Regions from separate parts of the Mus musculus genome. Here region 1 is linked to region 2. The links are chromatin contacts, called in public HiChIP or PLAC-seq maps. All regions are on one chromosome and are shown on one strand. The core of a region is the stretch at or near the end of the contact, and the rest is flanking DNA. Distances in the headings are between cores, read along the strand shown.

Region 1 (3,472 bases), core at 212-2,711, 910 kb before region 2:
TGCTGGGACACAAAGACATCTCAAAGACCCACCAGAAGCTCTTCCTGTGAGTTTAAAGGTCTGGGAGGCAGGATCCATGCTTACTTGTAACTGGTTCTAACAAGCTCTCTCTCTCTCTCTCTCTTTTTTTTTAAAAGAACGTTGCTTCATGTTTTTGTTACTGTGTCTCGGCCTCCAAGTTCAACAAGTTGACATTTGGATGAAAATGCCAAGTCAGAAGGGGAAGAGCTCTAGAGGCATCAAGGAGACATTCCTGGGATCTGGGCTGGATGTGTACAGTCCATCCCCCTCCTCTTGGGCTGGGTGGTATGGAGTCCAGCCCCCCCCCCCAATGATTCATGGTTGTTTTACATAATTGCTAGCATTAACAAATTGTTATCATGAAATAATGGAACGGAACCGATTATTTAAGATGGAAAACATTTTTATTAACTACTTAATTTAATATTAGTTGCAGCCATGGGGATGGAACAATTACTTCATAGTCGCTCAAGAGAATATGAGACGCTAGGAGAGTCTAATTGACCAGGTCGACTTAATTCTCTTCCATCTGAGAAGGCAGGCAAGCAATGTCATATAGGAATGTCGCTTTTAGGGAGCCTGTAATCTGAATGAGACTGTACATAGATGGGGGTGCAGATCCTACAAAAGGAGTCACTGAGAGTCAACCAGCCTTAGTAGAGAAGCACAGGCATCCTTTGTGTGCTTTCTAGGAACAGCTGTGGGCTGGTATGCCTTTAACTATTGATTATTTAAAGAAAAAAAAATAGGCTGTACAAAGCTCCTCACAGTGGCTTGGATGTAAAACATCCCCCACAGATGCATATTCTTGAACTCTTGGTCCCCCATTGGCACTTTGAGAGGGCAGTAAATTGAGCCTGTAAACAGAAAATCGAGGTGGAAACAGGCTTATCCCTTGTGGGAAAGGGCAGGGGGCAGGGATTTATGGTTCGTCCCAGAGCATCAGTGGGGACAGGGCTGGTAGATGGGGGAAGCAGGGTGGCGTGGTCATCTCTTCCTGGAAGACCGGAAATAAGGAAATAAGCATGGATATCGAAATGTTCCTTCAGTAGGATTGCGGTGGCATCCTAATGGAGTGGAAAGTTAAAATGATAGACAGGTATCATTTTGCTTTTGCTTGAGACTGCTGTGGAAGATAGGTTTGGTATTCTTTACAGATATTATTTAATTTCATTCTCTTGGGAGAGGGAGTGCAAATATCTCTGTTTTTGTGCTCCGGCTGCAAGAGGGAACACCCTCTTCCTGCCTGCCCCCATGTTGATGCTATAGGAGTAGCAGAGGAAACCTGAAAACCTGTAGAGGAAACCTGAAAAATCTCTCCTCAGTTCCATGTTCTTACCACTAGGTGGTGCTCACATCCCAGCCCTCCACCATGGTTTAGGCAGAGAAGTTAAAATGAAGTGGTTCAAGCCTGATTTTCAAGGCTCTGGGAAGGAGCTGAAGTACCTCAAGGCAGCCACCGAAGCGCCTACAGCCAGCCAAATAGTTGCATGTGGCAAGTGGGTGGTGGTTACTCCTCGGAGTTCACTATCGGGGAATAAATCATCTACGTCAACACTTCATCTTCTCACGAGTTGCAACCAAGTGATGTCCTTCTGTAGCATTTTGAAGTCACCCAACCTTTTTCCAAGAGAAAGCAAGCCTTGGGTGATCTCTGTGGCATGTGTGTTTGAAGCCAGGCACTGAGATATCTCACAGTCCTGTGATCCACTGTTGCTGAGAGCTAGGCCTCAGATTTGCTGAGGAAGTGCTATCCTAGGTAGGTCCTGGCCTCTGACCTACATGTGACTCATCCGAAGCTATGCTTGGCTTAGCTCTTAGGTTTCCACATACTCTGCAGCTGGGCTAAATGTGAACAAACAGAAATGAAATTGACACAAAAAAGTGTTCTTCTTTTCCCCCCTCCCTAGGCTTAGAGAAGTGGTTGGGTACCATGGAAACGGGCTTGTCAATCCTGGTGTCTGCTCTAGAAATCTTCCCAACAAGTCGGGCTGATTTCAGGCAGGTGGATCCTTGGATGTCAGATGATCTCGGGCAACGGCCAAGGGAATGGCTCTCTTAAGATGGAGAAACATGGCAAAGGCAAGTCAGGATGGCTTAGCTGTAATCAGGAGAAGAGGGCGCATGCTAATTGCCCCTGTTTCCCTACAACAGTCCTGGTGTTTGAATCCGATGAAGCTATAACCACAAAATGGGGATGGCTGCATCACTCACTGTGATTTCATAATCTGCATCGTGATCACCAGCATTGCTAGAATTTTAAGCAGTGAAAGTGACGGGGAAATCAAGAGCATCATTTTCTTTCAAGAGGCCAAAGTTTGAAAGATCTTCCTTTCCTAACTACAAAATGAAGCTAGACACCCCCCACCCCCACAGATCCGTCTCTTTCACCAGCATGGGGAGCCCCTTAGCTGCTCCACATTTAGAACACCCACTTCTTCAGGTCTCAGATCAGGCAGTGCGAGTGGCTTAGTTAAGGGGAGGAGCCCAGTGGGTCATACTAAAAAGCTGGCTGGTGTGTGCCCCACTGTGGCTGATGCTTTAAGGATAACGGGACATTGTACAATGATTGGCATTAGTGGCTGCATGAGGGAAGACTAGAAATTAAGAGCTTGCGAAATACTGATTATCCCACATAACCTTTTAAGAAGCTGCTACCAGGAAGAAAAGAAGTTGGGAGATGAATATATAGAATACAGGGGACAGGGGTATTTAAAGGTTGATAAAGGGCTGGAAGCTGGGTAGCACAAAAACAAATGCAATCACAAACTACGGATTTCAAGTCATTTTCCTTGTAAAAGCTGGCTGGCGACTTCTTAGCAAGCTAGTTTCCATAGGTCAGTTGAATAAGTCCCTCCCTGTTGAAGGAGCAAATACAAAGATGACCCCCAGTCTTCCAGCATCCTCAGAGTCATATAGTTGCTTCCACACATCTACAGCAGGGACTGCAAAATCAGTTAAGCATTGTGTGACCACAGTCAATTTACTTCTGGAATTTAAAATTTCACCACAGTTATTCCTCTGGGAGGCTTCTAGCTATCATCCTTTATTCCCTCTTGGCCAGAAGGAGAGCTAAATTAAATGGCAGTATAATTGGAGCTAGGGAATGAAGAGAGATCAGTTAATTTCCAGTGAAGAATGGAATTAAGAAGAAGAGGTGACTGGCTACAGAGAAGGCCATCTGGAAGGTCAAGGACAATGCTCACCATGGCCATCAAGATTGCTTTTCTATCACACGAGGAACAGGACAAGACCATTTCCAGAGTATGTAAGATTATTTGCCATGGTGAATAGCTTGAATTGTTAACTCAACACAACTTAGAATCACTTGGAAAGGATCTTGATAAAGAACCGTCTACATTGGGTAGGCTTCTGGGCCTGTCTGTGGGGACTGTCTTAAGTTAACTGGTATGGGAAGACAAAGCCCACTGTGAGTGACAACATCTCCTAG
Region 2 (3,406 bases), core at 163-2,662:
CAATTCGATGATATTAAAGCTACAAAGAAAACCTCCTGATGATCCCAGATGCAGGCATAAAGATGGGGAAGGAGAGCCTTCTGGAAAGGGCAGGTATAGCTGTCTACTAAGTCTCCTCATAAGAGAGTAACTGCTCAGACTGTGGCCCGGGTGTCCTCTGCAAACTCCAAAGGGAAGGGTGACCACCCAGAGGGTGCACCTCGCCATAGTCTCTGGAGGCCTCAGCTTCTGCCCCTGACCACTGACAGTGATACCTGCTACAAGCCCATCTGACTGGACACTCAGGATTAAGCTTCCCCACAGGTGTGGCTTGCTGACTCAATGACAACAGGAGACTATATGCCATGCCCCCTCAAAAAAAGCAACAGCAGAATACAGCTGCCATTCATCACCGTAACATTTAAACTCAAAGTCCTCCCACAAAACACAACTGCCTGCTCTTTTCTAGAATTATCAGGAGGTGGCCTTACAGTTTACAGTTGCATATTTGATACACTACTGTCCCACAAACAGAAATTCAGGAAAATTCAAAATGCTTGCCAAACTATAGTCTACAACCAGGTAGCGCTCAGCACTCATTTCTACAGCAGTATCCCAAGATGTGTTAAGCTTCAAAACATAATTCAAAAGCAGACAATAAAAACTGGTACTACAGGCATCTGGCATCTTAAAAGTCTAAACACATGGACAAACATATGTTATTCTGTTCAAGAGCATTACAAGACCCAAACACAGACATGTATAACACCTTCGGGAAGCTGTGCTACAAGCAGTTTCTTGTTTCTTATGGACAAAAACCGGCAGCACCAGGCTGCACTCATTAGCCAGTCACAGTATGTGCAGCTACCAGAAGGCACTGCCCTGGATATCTGACCTGTCAGTGCTTCTCATTTGGGATAAGCAAGCATCCCAACCAGAGGGACACATATGTTAATTCCCCACATAACTGACAAAGGTCTCCTGCATACCAAGTGCTGTGTCAGCTTCTGAAGATGCGGCAGCAACAAGAGGGCAAAGCAGAGGCAGAAGCCTGGGCAGAAAGGACAGGCTCTAGGATTGAAAGGTGCCAGGTGTGGGGGAGGGGCACACTGAGTGTGTCTGTGGAGATCCAGCAGAGTCAGGCCTCAGGCACCAGGCCCCAGGCCTGAACATGTCACATGACAGGAGAAAAAAGTGAATGCCCACACTGGAGCAACAAACTCATAAAATGCCTCCTGCATCAGTCGTGTGTCAGCTTCACTGCCTTCAACATGCATCCTTTCCAAAGCTGTCCTTCCCTCACTTGAACTGAGAAGAACACAGCACCCATCTCTGCCTGGCCCAATGAGCAGGCCCTCAAGCCATTCACCGGGAACCCTGTAGGAGGAACTGAGCCATCTTTGGAGCTCGGCAGTCACTTCTGCTGCCTGGAACACCTGCTGGTGATGAAAAGCAGGCTCTGATTTGATGGGTACCAGCTGCTGAGAACAAAGCACCCAAGGTAATCATGACTGCAAAATTGCTGTCTAATGAAAAGCAATACTATTTGATGGGCTGTGTGCACTTCCAGGAAACCAGAGGTCGGCTTTCCTTTTAAAAGCAAACTACGTGGATCCCTTCAGCACTCCACCCGCTCCCACAAGCCTTCTTCATTTCTATAGCCACTTAGAACTCTCTCACACCTGCTACAAGTCCGGGATCTTAAGCAATCGCAAGTGCCTTGCACTGCCAAGGTTGAGGGAATCCATTTGCTAGCTGCTGTTGTAGCCTCCGGTGCCGCTTGAAGAGAAGTCGGTGTCTGCTCCCTGCTCCGCCCATGAGCAATGCTCGGAAATTCGGCACAAATCTCTTGTTTCCTTCAACTCTGGGTTTCATTTATGAGGGCTGGAAACTAATGTGATTTTTGGCTCATGTAATGAGAAAAATCTTTTTATTAAAACACACACAAACTAATTCCTTTTTCAAAGCAAACAAAATTATTTTCCACATTGCTTTAAAAGAAAATTAAGTAGACAAAGTACCATCACAGAAGCATACCAAACTCTGATAAAGGAAGACAGTAAGTGGGAAGGAGACACTACCAGGGGGGTGATGACATCACTGGGTGTGGGAAGAGAAGCATCTTTCTTACCAACACATTTCAAACAATTGGGATGGCCAGAAATAACAGAATACAGGATGCCCAGTTAAATCTAAAGTCTAATTACAAGGAACATACACTTTAAACTTCTTTGCTGTTGGGCTAGGGGCTATGACTCAGTGAGAGCAGTTACCTAGCTGATGAGAGGGGCTAGTATTGTTCCTAGGACCTCTCCACGCAAGGGATTAATCCTTGTTGATCTGAAATCAAACTTATCCAGGCAGCTTGCAACCCTACAAATATATATGGGTACTTCTCTGAGAGGTGGGCGTGTCCTCAGAATCTCTCTGAGAGTGGGCTGTAATTACTAACGTAAGTCTCACAGACCAGAATAGGGGAAGGGAAAACAGTGGCTTCCCAGTGGATCAGGCCTGCGCTGCGTGTTCCAGGTGAATAACACACAGAGCTGTCAAGGGGGAATGGAGGGCACTTCATCTTGGAGATCCTCTCCAAAGCTAGAACCTCGTCTACTCATAAAAAGAAAGAAAAATCCCTCAGACACTGCACAGAGTGTCTGGCCACCAAACTGAGGCACTGCCACAGACAATGAAATGTTCTGTGGTGGCCGAATGGGCCCCAGAGCAGAGAGAGGACATGATGGAAAAACTAGTGAGCTACAGCTAGTGATATACCTTCTGTCCACTGCTCAATTCTATGCTGTGGAAGTATAAGTTGGTAATAATTACACAGAATGGATGATGGGTGTGTGGGAACCCTATGCACTGTTAATAATATCCCCATAAATCTAAAATTACTCAAAATAAAGTTTATTTTTTAAAAAAATCAAATAGACCCACCCACCTGACATTCTTTCACTCACTTCTCGCAAAAGCTAATCTTGGTCAAAAAAGGAACCTTTACAACCTTCCCATCTCCTGCCCTATAACTGCCCAGGTTACAAGTGGACTGTGAGTTCTGGTTCTTACACAGGCACTGTGGGTTTGTCCCCAAATAAATGCCTGCCTGTCTAAGTCAAATCAAATGTAAAGAGAGCAGAGAAGGGCATGCAAGATGGCTCAGTAGGTAAAGGAGCCTGCTGCACAAGACTAGCAACTCATGTAAAAGTGGAAGATGAACCGGGCAGTGGTGGTGCACACCTTTAATCCCAGCACTTGGGAGGCAGAGGCAGGCGGATTTCTGAGTTCGAAGCTAGCCTGGTTTACAGAGTGAGTTCCAGGATAGCCAGGGCTACACAGAGAAGCCCTGTCTGGAAAAAAAAAAAAGCGGAAGAGGGACCAGAGTGGTGGCTCAGTGGTTAAGATTACTGCCTGCTGCTCTTCCAGAGGA

What was found. HiChIP or PLAC-seq counts read pairs in DNA pulled down with a chosen protein or histone mark.
Region 1: a contact with region 2 is called in an H3K27ac HiChIP or PLAC-seq map of SST interneurons, with 6 times the contacts expected there. The contact joins two enhancer-like sites. A contact is called at or near these places in 2 of 115 datasets of contacts at active chromatin or transcription factors (SST interneurons and embryonic basal ganglia) and 1 of 9 other capture datasets (embryonic stem cells).

Annotation. Positions count from the first base shown.
Region 1 is chr2:145,586,515-145,589,986 of GRCm38.p6, reverse strand. The region is part of intron 7 of Slc24a3 (solute carrier family 24 (sodium/potassium/calcium exchanger), member 3); the gene reads right to left. Gm52530 (a long non-coding RNA gene) reads left to right here. Exons shown (of 3, transcript XR_003953928.1): 3 at 138-210. Among named protein-coding and RNA genes, the nearest start is that of Gm52530, 3.4 kb to the left of the region's middle. Within about 2 kb of position 1,461, at least 72 of the 459 cell types and tissues checked have an H3K27ac peak or open chromatin away from gene starts, as enhancers often do. A contact at or near this core is called in SST interneurons, where this site is marked.
Region 2 is chr2:144,675,052-144,678,457 of GRCm38.p6, reverse strand. The region is part of intron 4 of Dtd1 (D-tyrosyl-tRNA deacylase 1); the gene reads right to left. Among named protein-coding and RNA genes, the nearest start is that of Dtd1, 77 kb to the right of the region's middle. Within about 2 kb of position 1,412, at least 18 of the 459 cell types and tissues checked have an H3K27ac peak or open chromatin away from gene starts, as enhancers often do. A contact at or near this core is called in SST interneurons, where this site is marked.